2 separate regions of the Sus scrofa genome follow, and region 1 is linked to region 2. The links are chromatin contacts, called in public HiChIP or PLAC-seq maps. All regions are on one chromosome and are shown on one strand. The core of a region is the stretch at or near the end of the contact, and the rest is flanking DNA. Distances in the headings are between cores, read along the strand shown. Region 1 has its middle 65 kb from the start of GNE. Region 2 overlaps RECK (reversion-inducing cysteine-rich protein with Kazal motifs).

What was found. HiChIP or PLAC-seq counts read pairs in DNA pulled down with a chosen protein or histone mark.
Region 1: an H3K27ac HiChIP or PLAC-seq map of skeletal muscle shows a contact between it and region 2, with 3 times the contacts expected there. The contact joins two enhancer-like sites. A contact is called at or near these places in 3 of 47 Hi-C or Micro-C datasets (heart right ventricle, mesenteric adipose tissue and retroperitoneal adipose tissue) and 1 of 2 datasets of contacts at active chromatin or transcription factors (skeletal muscle).

The regions. Positions count from the first base shown.
Region 1 is chr1:237,091,134-237,097,408 of Sscrofa11.1, reverse strand. No RefSeq gene overlaps it. Among named protein-coding and RNA genes, the nearest start is that of GNE, 65 kb to the right of the region's middle. Within about 2 kb of position 2,543, at least 21 of the 83 cell types and tissues checked have an H3K27ac peak or open chromatin away from gene starts, as enhancers often do. A contact at or near this core is called in skeletal muscle, where this site is marked.
Region 2 is chr1:236,850,906-236,856,933 of Sscrofa11.1, reverse strand. All of the region lies in intron 6 of RECK (reversion-inducing cysteine-rich protein with Kazal motifs), which reads right to left. Among named protein-coding and RNA genes, the nearest start is that of RECK, 33 kb to the right of the region's middle. Within about 2 kb of position 3,788, at least 14 of the 83 cell types and tissues checked have an H3K27ac peak or open chromatin away from gene starts, as enhancers often do. A contact at or near this core is called in skeletal muscle, where this site is marked.

The DNA of each region.
Region 1 (6,275 bases), core at 1,294-3,793, 240 kb before region 2:
TGCATCACCTTTTGCACCAAAACTTTCCTGTCAATGAGAATGTTCCATGTAGCCCCATGGTATGTACACTGGGTATGTCCAGGGCTGAGCTTCTCCCAGTTTGAGAAGCAGGGCAGGGGGACCTATTCCAGGACTGGTGAGATGGTCTGGGGAGGCCAAAATGACAGTTGTTTAGAAGAATCAGTAGCTAAATTAAAAGGCTGCCTGAGGAGTTCCCGTGGTGGCTCAGCAGAAAAGAATCTGACTGGTATACATGAGGACACAGGTTCAATCCCTGGTCTTGCTCAGTGGGTTAAGGATCTGGTGTTGCCATGAGCTGTGGTGTAGGTCACAGACAAAGCTCGGATCCCACATTGCTGTGGCTGTGGTGTAGGCCAGTGGCTACAGCTCTGATTTGAGCTGGGGACCTGGGAAGCTCCATATACTGCTGGTGCAGCCCTAAAAAAGACAAAAAAAAAAAAAAAAAAAAAAAAAAGCCTGCCTGAGGAAGCTCATGAGCCTACATACACATACACACAGATATGCTGGAAACAATTCAATGTCCATCAGTGAAAGCGGGTTAATAAATGTGATGGGACATTAATGCAAGATTCTTTCTGTCTCCATTTCAGCTGTGACCCCAAAGGCTGAGAGTACAAGGTAGAGGCTTGATTCCCCTGCATCCCAAGAAAGGAGCCAAACCACACATGCAGGACATGCTAAGGTATCCTGAAACCAGCCTGGCAGGAGGCCACAAGGGCAGAGGGCTGGAAAGGTATTGGGGTGCTGAGGCTTCCCACACACCCCCACCCCTCCCCAGAGGAAGAAATGCTTCTGCCCCACCTAAAGCTATGTGAGAGGAACATTTTGGGAATGAAGGGAGGGCTCCCATGTGCCCTAGACTTTGGGGACAGAGAGGACAGGGTCTAGGGTCTGGCTGAGACGTGGAGAGGATGGCCAGGAGAGGCTGGTGAGGCTGCCCAGGCAGGAGCTGCCTTCCCACTGACAGTGCTGGATGGCAAGCTTGAGAGTGAACTCCCTGCATTTGAATGTCTAGAAGGATAGAAACCAGAACCACAGCAGTGACCCTGCAGAGGGGAGTGGAATTAGAAGCCGAAAGGAGTGGAAAGAAACTCTGATTTTTTTTTTTTTTTTTTTTGAGGTCTATACCTGCAGCATACGGAGGTTCCAGGCTAGGGGTCTAATCAGAACTGCAGCCACTGGCCTACGCCACAGCCACAGCAATGTGGGATCTGAGCCGCGTCTACGACCTACACCGCAGGTCACAGCAATGCCAGATCTTTAACCCACTGAGCAAGGCCAGGGATCGAACCCGCCACCTCATGGTTCCTAGTCAGATTCATTTCTGCTGAGCCATGACTGGAATTCTTTTTTTTTTTTTTTTTTTTTTTTTTGTCTTTTTAGCTATTTCTTGGGCCGCTCCTGCGGCATATGGAGGTTCCCAGGCCAGAGGTCGAATCGGAGCTGTAGCCACCGGCCTACGCCAGAGCCACAGCAATGCGGGATCCGAGCCGAGTCTGCAACCTACACCACAGCTCACGGCAACGCCAGATGTTAACCCACTGAGCAAGGGCAGAGACCGAACCCGCAACCTCATGGTTCCTAGTCGGATTCGTTAACCACTGCGCCACGACAGGAACTCCTGGAATTCTTTTCTCTCATTTAAAGGCAGAACTCTGACCAGGTGGGGAGGGCGGCAGCTGGCCAGTCCCATCTCTGCTGCAGCAGACCTGCCAGCCACAGAGAACTCATCTTTTCTCTGGCTGCCCACAGCAAGGAGGGCTTCCAGCCAGCACTTGGGACAGGTCTGTGTTCAGGACCGGGACTAGTGGGGAATTAGCACCTTGAGAGTCCTGTCTGTCTCTGGGGGGGACGCTGCCCCCTGCCCAGACCTCACTGCTCCCTCGGTTCCCCCCTCCCCCATGTGAACTTGGCTCCCTAGACCCTACCCCCTACCCCCTCGCCCCTCCTCCCTCTTCTTAGTCCACCCATCTTCAACTGAGGTTAACTTTTAGACAGGAAAACCTAGGCACACCAGGACAAGGGAGTTCCCTGAGGACAAGCAGGGGGTGAGAGGTAGGGCCAGGGCCAGGACCAAGATTTCCTAGTGGCTGGTACCATGTTCTTCCCATGAGTGGCTTCATGTGGGAGGTGGGAGCAAGGGGACTTTTTCCTTCCTTCCCTCTCCCCAAACCCACAACCCATGTATTTGCTCTTTGGCAAGTGAATAGGTTTGACAGGTTTGGGGGTTTGCTTGTTTTTTTGTTGTTTTTTTTTTTTTCCTAACACTGGATTCCGAGGGGAATTTAAGAGTCCTCTGTACTGAATCTGCCTGGGTAAACCGCAGCTTCACCCGATGAGAAACTGGAGCTCTGTTACACGGCAGCGATCTTCCTACACCCCGACTCCTCTTTAATGGACACATTAGCTGGGGCCGCCAGGGAAATATCCCTGGTGCAGTAAATCGGATGCCCTGCAGCCCAGAGCTTGGCCTCCCCAGAGCCGTCCACACCAGTTCAGGGGCCGTCAGCTGCCAGCAGAGCCTCCCCGCTCTGGTTCGCGCCTCTCCCTGTTGGCTCGTGGCCACACCCTTCCATCCCCCAGGACGACTTGGGATATGGGGCGGCCCCAGAGTCAGCGTGTCCTTGACGCATGGCCAAACTCTACAATAACCTTCTTAATGAAACGGGGAAACTGCAAAGTTCAAGTGGGTGTTTGGTCCTGAGCTTTGGCTTATACAGTCAGAGATCAAACAGCCACAGTCTCAGCAAACAAAGACCTTAAAGTTCCTCTCAATCTTCTTGAGGAAAAGATGTTTGCGGTCTGGGAGGCTTTCAATAGGCCGGGCAGGTGTTAGGAGCCATCTGGGAGCTTTAGGCAGACAGCTGCTGAGTCTCCAAGGGCGCCAGCTGCTGCTGTGCTGTGAGGGAAGCACAAGGGCTGGGGGCTCTGAGCTTCTCCTGGTTCAGCTCTAACTCACGAGCTTAGATCCTGTCTTATGGTGTTTCGGGGTACAGCAATGGGGAGTGTCGGCTCTGACGCTCCCTATCTGTACCTCTCTGGGGCCCTCCACCCGTTCTTCTCCCAGCATCTCCATCCTGTTCTCAGCTGGCCCTGGATCAACTTGCGAGGGCAAAAGACATGAGCAACAAAGGGCTTTGTGTCTTCTGAAAAGGATGTGGAAACGGAACTCAGCCTATTTTGTGTTTTCAGAGCCTCCTCTTTGCCAGCTGCTCTTCTGTGCTTTTCTTAATCTTTCTGTGTGCGCTGAGTCACCCCCTGGTGTTATTTATTTAACGCATAAATAAAATGTGTGATTTTACACATTAGAACTAGCATTGTGAGATTCAGGGAAGCCCATGGACCGCGTCTCACAATGCTCGTTCTAACGTGAAAAATAAGCATGAGGGACTGTAGAGGGAACCAAGCGTATTGAAATAGAGTTATTAAAATGTTATGGATGCAAACTATTGCCTTTGGAATGGATTAGCAATGAGATCCTGCTGCGTGGCACTGGGAACTGTGTGTAGTCACTTATGATGGAGCATGAAAATGTGCGAAAATAGAATGTGTACATGTATGTGTAACTGGGTCACCTTACTGCACAGTAGAAAAAAAATTGTATTGGGGAAATAATTAAAAAAAATGTAAACAAGGTTGTGATATGGAAAAAAAATGCTCCTTTACTAATGTATTAAATGACTGGATCTAACTCGAGGTCTAATTACAGCTATGATTTTGAGGTGATAGTTCAGGGTCTCTGGGATGACCAGAGTGTTAGGTGTTGGCATCTGTGTTTCTAGTTGTGACAACGTCACAGGTTCTCCAAAGCATGTGGTTTGTGGCCTACATGCTTAACTGAAAGAAAATGTAAATTGCAGTTAGAGGTTAATGACAATTGGGGTGTGATTTTTGTCTTTGCTAAAGAAAAACAGATCCTCTGTGTTCTGTCTCGGGGGCCCCGAGTCAAAGGCTTGCACCTGCTGCGGGCTCTTTGCCTGGTAGTGCTGGCCCAGGTCTCGCAGGCTGGCTCCCTACTTTATTCTCACCTCCCACTCTCCCTCTTTCTCTCTCCCCTCTTTTGACCTCTTCTGGCTGCTGCGCCTGCAGAGCTAGGGTTAACATTTTGCAATTAAGATTGACTTGGCTCCAGTCCGACTAGGAACCATGAAGTTGCGGCTCGGTCCCTGGCCTTGATCAGTGGGTTAAGGATCCGGCGTTGCCGTGAGCTGTGGTGTGGGTTGCAGATGCAGCTTGGATCCTGCATTGCTGTGGCTCTGGCATAGGTCGGTGGCTACAGCTCTGATTAGATCCCTAGCCTGGGAACCTCCATATGCCACAGCTGTGGCCCTAGAAAAGGCAAATAAAGATTAAAAAAAAAAAAAAGATTGACTTGGCAAAGGGCGGCAATTGTGTTTAACCCCCCCCCCAATGACCCCTGCCACCCTACCAGACAGGTAGTGGGTCAGACTCCAAACCCGATCCAAGATAATGCTTTCCCCACCAGGCCGGGGGGCGGGGGGGGGCCTCCCACTCATTGATCTGTTTTTTCCCCAAAGAAGAGTGATGACCGTCCCTGCTTCCCTCTGGCCTCTAGAAAGCATTTATCCAAACAAAGAGCAGCCAGCTCGGCCTGCGATAGGAGAATTTTCAAGGCTACCAGTCCACCTCGGGCAGCAGCACGCTTGCTCCCTTGCTCTTGCCTCTCTGTTCTTCAAGGGCTGAGGCTTGGTGCTCCCCAAAATGAGGGGGTTCCAAAATGTCATTTGGCAAAGATTTAATGATAACGCTCCTCCCATCACAGGCACTACAAAACTGGAGAAAGGATCCAAACCTCTCCCTCTCAAGGCCAGACTGGCTTATGTTTACTATCTGTGTCCTGCAAACATTCATCAGAAAGGCTTTTTGACCCAACACAGGGGAAATAAAAGCCACACTATCTCCCACGCAGAGCTCTGGGGCTGAACAAAGGCAGACCCACAAAGGCAGGACCTGGCTTCTGCCCTCTTTGCCTCGGATTTAGAAACCTGTTTACCAGACAGACCTCTTCCTGGATGGCTCACCTGGCCCCCACTCCACATCCTTGTCACCCTGTTACAGTCCACTGAGGGAATCTAAACAGCCGCCTTGAGTATTTCATTCATGCATTTATTCACCCATCCACCAAATGCTCCATGAATATATAGGTGTGTGTATGACCTGACACCATGTGAATGAAACGAATCTCAGCTCACAATGATTGGATTAAATTATTTCTCGCTCTCTTATTTTTGTTTTTGGCTGCCCCTCAGCATATGAAGTTCCTGGGCCAGGGATCAGATCTGAACCACAGTTGCAACCTATGCTGCAGCTGTAGCAATGCCGGATCCTTAACCCATGGCGCCCGGCCAGGAATCGAACCTGCATCCTTGAGCTCTGGAGACACTGCAGATCTTCATTGTACCACAGCAGGAACTCCTATGCTGTCTTCTTAAAAGGTTTTAAACCCATGTTCTTGTGATACTTTTTATTTTTTCTAGAAACCACCCCCCTCTCTTTTTTTTTTGCCATTTCTGGGGCCGCTCCCTCGGCATATGGAAGTTCCCAGGCTAGGGGTCAAATCTGAGCTGTAGCTGCCAGCCTACGCCAGGGCCACGGCAACGGAGGATCCGAACCTCGTCTGCAACCTGCACCACAGCTCACGGCAGCACCAGATCCTCAACCCACTGAGCAAGGCCAGGGATTGAACCCGCAACCTCATGGTCCCTAGTCGGATTCGTTAACCACTGAGCCATGACGGGAACTCCCTAGAAACACTTTTTAAGAAGACAGTAGCTTGTATCAGCAAGAAGTTTATACATAACCTGCGGGTTCTGGCTAGTTGTTAAAATGCAAAACAGACAGAGCTTTTTTTTTTTTTTCTTTTGTCCTTTTAGGGCTGCATCTGCTGCATGTGGAGGTACCCAGGCTAGGGGTCAGTCGGAGCTGTTGCTGCTGGCCTTCACCAGAGCCACAGCAACATGGAATCCAAGCTGCATCTGCTAACTACACTACAGCTCATGGCAACACGGGATCCTTAACCCACTGAGCAAAGCGGGAGATCAAACCCCCAACCTCATGGTTCCTAGTCCAACTCGTTTCCGCTGCACCACAACAGGAACTCCCAGACAGAGCTTTAGTTCTTATCTGAAACACTAAAGGCTGGAAATCTGGCTGCCCTCTCCTGGCAGCTAGACTGCCACAGGGACAGTCCCACATAAACCCTTGACTCCTGGAATTCCGGTCTGGCTGAGTCT
Region 2 (6,028 bases), core at 2,539-5,038:
TTTCCATTTTTTATTCTTCTTCCAGTTACTCTTAAAGTCTCTAGGTCTCTGGCTATCAAGTAGGGGTGATCTTGCTTTACAGGGGACATTTGGCAATGTCCAGAGGCAATTTTGGTTGGCATAACTCATGGGTTGGGGCAAGGGACTGACATCTGGTGAGAAGAGGAGTCCAGATATGCTTCTAAACATCCTACAATGCACAAGACAGCTCCCCCTACAACAAAGGATTATCCAGCCCAAAAATGTCAATAGTGTTAAGGTTAAGAAATCCTGCCCTAGAAACTTACCAATTTGTTTAAGTTCGATTTTTTAAAATTTGATTTTAGAAATAAGAGAAATATCACTTTGGGTCAGCCTTATGGATCATGTAGCTTCAGAAAGAGGTACCAAAGGACACAAAATCTGACAGAAGCCAGAGACTGAGACCTAGAAAGGAGAAATACTTATGGACATTGAGCTTTCACCCACAAGTGGGTGGGCAAACTACAGCATCTTGCCTGTTTTTGTAAATAAAGTTTTATTGGAAAACAATCATACCCATTTATTTGCATATTGTATATAGCTACCTCACATGATGTTAGTGGAGTTGAGTGGACAGAGACCATACGGCCTGCAAACCCAAAATACTTGCCACCTGACCCTTTACAGAAAAAATTTGCTGACCCCTGATATGGAAAGGCACAGCTGTCTCACTTGATGTCACAATCAGACTCAGAGATGTTGCCCAAGCATTTCTTGTTTTTCTTACTGTTCCGTGATAGACATTTCATGTGTAAGTTTACTCTAATTTGTTTTGTTTTTATTTTTAGGTCCACACCCACAGCATATGGAAGCTCCCAGGCTAGGAGTTGAATTGGAGCTGCAGCTGCCAACATACACCACAGCCATAGCAATGCAGGATCCAAGCTGCATCTGTGACCTATACCACAGCTGACGGCAATGCTGGATCCTTAACCCACTAAGCGGGGACAGGGATCGAACCTGTGTCCTCATGGATTCTAGTTGGGTTCATTACCACTGAGCTACAGGACTCCATTTACTGGAATTTGCTTAACTAAAACCTTTTATTTCCACATGATGGCACCTCTAGTGTTAATAAATACAATTTTTACATATCTTTATTTTTACTAATTTTAGGTTTAAAATAATGTTTCCTTCACTCGAGCATACTGATATTTGATTAATTCACCAATTCTGTTGCTTACTTTACACCCATAATGATTTTATAAACTCTGATCATACCCCTCTTTTTGATAAGATTCCTAACCTTAGGTAATTATACCTAAGATATAAACTATAGGTAACTACCTTTTCGCTGCTTAAATTACGGATGATTAGTTTGACAGGGCTTAAAACATACACGTAATGTGTTACAGCACTGGCTTAGTTTCTTCATTTCTTAAGACAGTCAATCTTGAGGTCTTAGGCTAGTCAGTTCTTAAGTCAGATGTCTGAACGCCATCTAGTGGCAAAAGTAGGCAGTAACAAGGTTTATACTCAGGCTTAAACAGAGCCTCTTTTGGATCTTCTGCCACCAAGACTAAACTCTATGTGACTCCATATAACAGCTCCCTCACCCCAATCATCTTACTCTAGACTATATCAAAATTAGAGTGTTAATTGAGGTGAGGATCTACCACAACCTCAGAGACCCAAAGAACAAGTCAGCTTGTGGGAGTTGACAGCATCCCAAGAGTTCTTCAAGTCCCAAAGCCTTCACTACACAGCTGGAGAGACAGAGGAACACAGAAAGGGTAGAGCTGGGGAGAGAACCCAGACTGCTCTCTGTGCCGGTGCTCTTTCATGACACTATCCTGTGAGAAGACTTTGGACTTAATAGTCCAAATTATTCTGAATGTAGCCAATGCCAAGGTTGAATTCCATCTATAGAATAATCTATTTTAAGTCTATTTTTATTTATTTATTTGTCTTTTTATCTTTTTAGGGCCACACCTGCGGCATATGGAGGTTCCCCAGCTGGGGTCTAATCCAAGCTGTTGCTGCCAGCCTACACCAGAGCCACAGCAACGCCAGATCCGAGCTGCATCTTCGACCTACACCACAGCTCATGGCAACGCCGGATCCTTAACCCACTGAGCGAGGCCAGGGAGCAAACACGCATCCTCATGGTTCCTAGTTGGATTCGTTAACCACTAAGCCATGACGGGAACTCCTAAGTCTATTTTTAAAATCAGCATCTTAAAATATGAAAAAAATCATTTTCTTTATGTTATTATTACTCCCCTTAAAATATATGATCATGAATTCTTTCTTCAGGCAGCTGCTTTCCTTAACCAGTTCCCTACCAATAAGCAGTTCTCTTCACCTAGTATTGGGAGCAGTTAACCTGTGGAAAAACCTGGCAGAAAAACTAACATACAGAGTAAATGTCAAGGGAACCTTATGTGATCCTTCAGGCCACAGTGACCTTCCTTCTTGGGGGAAAAGCCTTTGGGTCCATCTGGGAGGTAGACTCTTTCCAACCTCTTGTTCAGAAGTTGGCTCTGCAGATTTACTTTCTTGCCCAGCCACCCACTTTTTCACTTGTGACCCCTTCTAACATTTCTCCATTTGTCTCTATCCTTTCACTGTCCATTGCCCTTCTACAACTACTGGCCCCTCGAGCTTCTTTTCCATTCTCATCAATGATGAAAATGAAACAAATATGGAGCATATGAATCTTATAAAAAAAACAAACAAAACCAGGTTTGAACCTTGGATGCTTTAGTCACTTCTGAACAAAGACCCAAAAGAGCATATTTTATGAACTGCTATTTGATGTTTCCTATTCCCAAGGCTACTGCTTAAAAGTAATGGGGTTGCTTTGTTCTTAAGGCTTCAATAAATAAAATGTGTTAGCTTTTCACAGATGGACTGAGATTTCTCCCAGTTTGAAGTTTTGCATGAAAAACCTAGATTATCAAATGCTAAGTCGGAGAGACCAAATAATTAACCTTTTAAAAATACGTTTTTGTGGGGAAATAACAATTAAAAAAACTCTTTATAAAAAATAAAAATATGTTTTTAAAGCTTGACAAGATGTTTTCTCCTTGTTTTGGACACTACGGCTTTTTAGTGAAAAAAGAAAAGTCTAAGGACTAGAATATGTAAAGGAGTTTAATGTGACATGCATATCACTAAACAAAAGATTCTTCAGTTTCTTCAGCCTCCCAAAAAAGAAATATCATTTCAATAGCTGGATAAAAATGAGCATACCAAATTGAAATAAGATTAATAGGTCTAGACTGCTCGGAGAAGTTTGCTATTATCACCACAGAGCACCAAACCCAGCTGGAAGCAAATTTTTTGGCAAATTAACATCTGCAGCATAACACAAGGTCTAGAACAGAGCTTACAAAGAATATGTGTTTGTGGAAAACTGATGGTGGCAATGGCCCCAGTTTTTCACATTCTCTTATCTATTTCTCTCACACTAACTCTGGACTTAGTCGTGTGATTTACTTTAGTCAAGTGGACAGAAAGTGTGAAATAAGTAGAGGCCTGTGTATATACTTGCATGATTCCACCCCCTCTCTGGGGCCCCGTCACCACCATGGGAATCTGCCTGAGCTAGGCTACTAGAGGGGCTGGAAGAAACACATGGAGGAGAGCTGGAGAGCTGAGCTGATTTAGGCAAGGACATCCTAAACCAGCCATGCCCTGCGTGACCTGCCAGCTGACCACAGCTGCATTAAGTGAGCCCAGCCAGAAGCAGCTAAGCCTGCCTAGATCAGAACTGTCTAAATCTGTGAGAAATCACAAATTGTTACTGTTTGTTTAGGCTATGGAGTTTTGGGATGGTTTGCTACACATTACTGGGATACAGATACGGTATTCAGCGCTTTCTCTCCTCGTTCAAAGAATGCCTAATTCATGGACATTTACACAAGGTTTTCACATAAAACTGCTATTTACTCTGAAACAAAGAACCTTGTGTACCATCCAGAGTGGAAAATTCTTCTGTTAGAAAAAATTCTATCCATGGAGTTCCCGTTGTGGCTCAGCAGAAACAAACCAGACAAGTACCCACGAGGACACGGGTTCAGTCCCTGGCCCCGCTCAGTGGCTTAAAGGATCAGCACTGCTGTGAGCTGTGGTGTAGGTCGAAGGTGTGGCTCAGATACAGCATTGCTGTGACTGTGGTGCAGGCCAACAGCTATAGCTCCAATTTAACCCTTAGCCTGGGAACTTCCATATGCCGATAGTGCGACCCCAAAAAGAAAAAAAACAAAAAAACTATCTATAAAAGTAACTGTAGCACCTATCTACAGGCAACAAATTTTTGTTCATCCTTTAAGTCTTACCTGCTCTGTGAAGACTTCCCCAATACCTTGGGCAGGGTTTTTTCTTCCAGGCTTCAACTTGTCCTGTACAGACATCTAGCAATGTACTTGCCTCACTGTTGTGTGATGGACTATCTGCATTTCTCTATTTCCAAGGACTAGGCTATGAACTTCTCACAGAGAGTGGCTAAATCCTCCCATCTCTGTACTCTGAGAACAGTGCCTAATACACATTAAGCATATCAATTCAATGAATGTTGAAGGAATGAATGAATGACAGATGCAAAGGCAACTGAGACATGGGCTCTGCTCCCAAGAACTCATGAGTTTAGTATTAAAAAGTGACATGTAAACAAAGAGTTACCCTGTATGGTGACAAATGCTATAATAAAGCATGAAAAGTGTTTATAAGTAGCAAATAATTTTTTTGTGTGTGGAAGGAAGAGGACTGGGCTGGAAAGATTTTAAAGAGGAACCATATAAGCCAGGTTTGGATAGGGGCTGTAGTATGCTGGGGTGGGGAGACATTTCACAGGGGTGAGAGTAAAGAGGAGATTTGACTTATAATATTTGCTGATATTTTATGGTATAAATATCCCCATCACAGCTGCTTCCAAGTTAAAAACAGGCTTGCAAAATTCCTGAACATTTAACAACCAGCTCTCCCTAGCTGGTAGGAGCTGGCGCCAGCCTATTACTGGGCAGGGATGCTAAGATGGATTCAGGGAAAGGGAATTCCAGCAGGACAAGAGGTGGTACAACTATAACCTGGGACGTTATAAGCCGTGAGCTGCTGAAGTGTTAAGGAGGGAAGAGTCAGGTCAGGGGCTAGATCAAGAAAAGATTAGCTATACCAGGCTGAGGAACATGAACTGTATCTTACAGGTGAGTCATTACAGAGTATCAAGACAAGGAGTGATAAGACCACGTTGGGTCTTTAAAGAGGTCACCCTAGGAGAAGTGGAAACAGTAAATTAGAGGAGAAATTAGGGATAGGAAAGCTAGTTGGGCAGCTATTATAGTAATTTCCAAGTTATATAAAGGCCTGAGATAGGCAGTAATTGAGGATATGGAAAGGAGACAAATTTAAAACAATTTCAGGGGCAAATCTTTAGGGTTTGACAGCCAGTTTTTCTGTAAGCGGTGGTGACAAAGAGGAAATGAGTAGACGATACTTCTTAGGCTTTTAGTTTGTGTCTGGGAGGATTGCACTGGAACAATCAAGCAAGAAATATAAGGAAAATGATGAGTTTTTGTCTAGGGATGTGTATATGTGTGGTGTTGTGTAGCAGAAAGGTGGCGGGAAGGAAAGTTAGGGAAGGTAACAGGTGTCTGGCTGATTTGAAATGTTAGTTGAACATCACAAACACACATAACCAGGAGTTCCCGTCATGGCTCAGTGGTAATGAACGCAACTAGTATCTATGAAGATGTGGGTTTGATCCCTGGCCCTGCTCAGTGGGTTGGGGATCTGGTGTTGTCAAGAGCTGTGGTGTAGGTCAAAGACGCAGCTTGGATCCCGCGTTGCTATGGCGGAGGCCAGCAGCTGCAGCTCCAATTTGACCCTTAGCTTGGGAACGCCCTTAAAAAAAAAAAACAAAAAACAAAAAAACAAAACCACACACATACCCAGTAGTGACTCAGGAGCTCAGAAAAAGAGGTTAGCAAAGATTCTGGAGTTATCATATTGGGGCAATTCAAGTTATGGGAACAGATAAGATGGCCTAGGGAGAAAAATCTGGCCA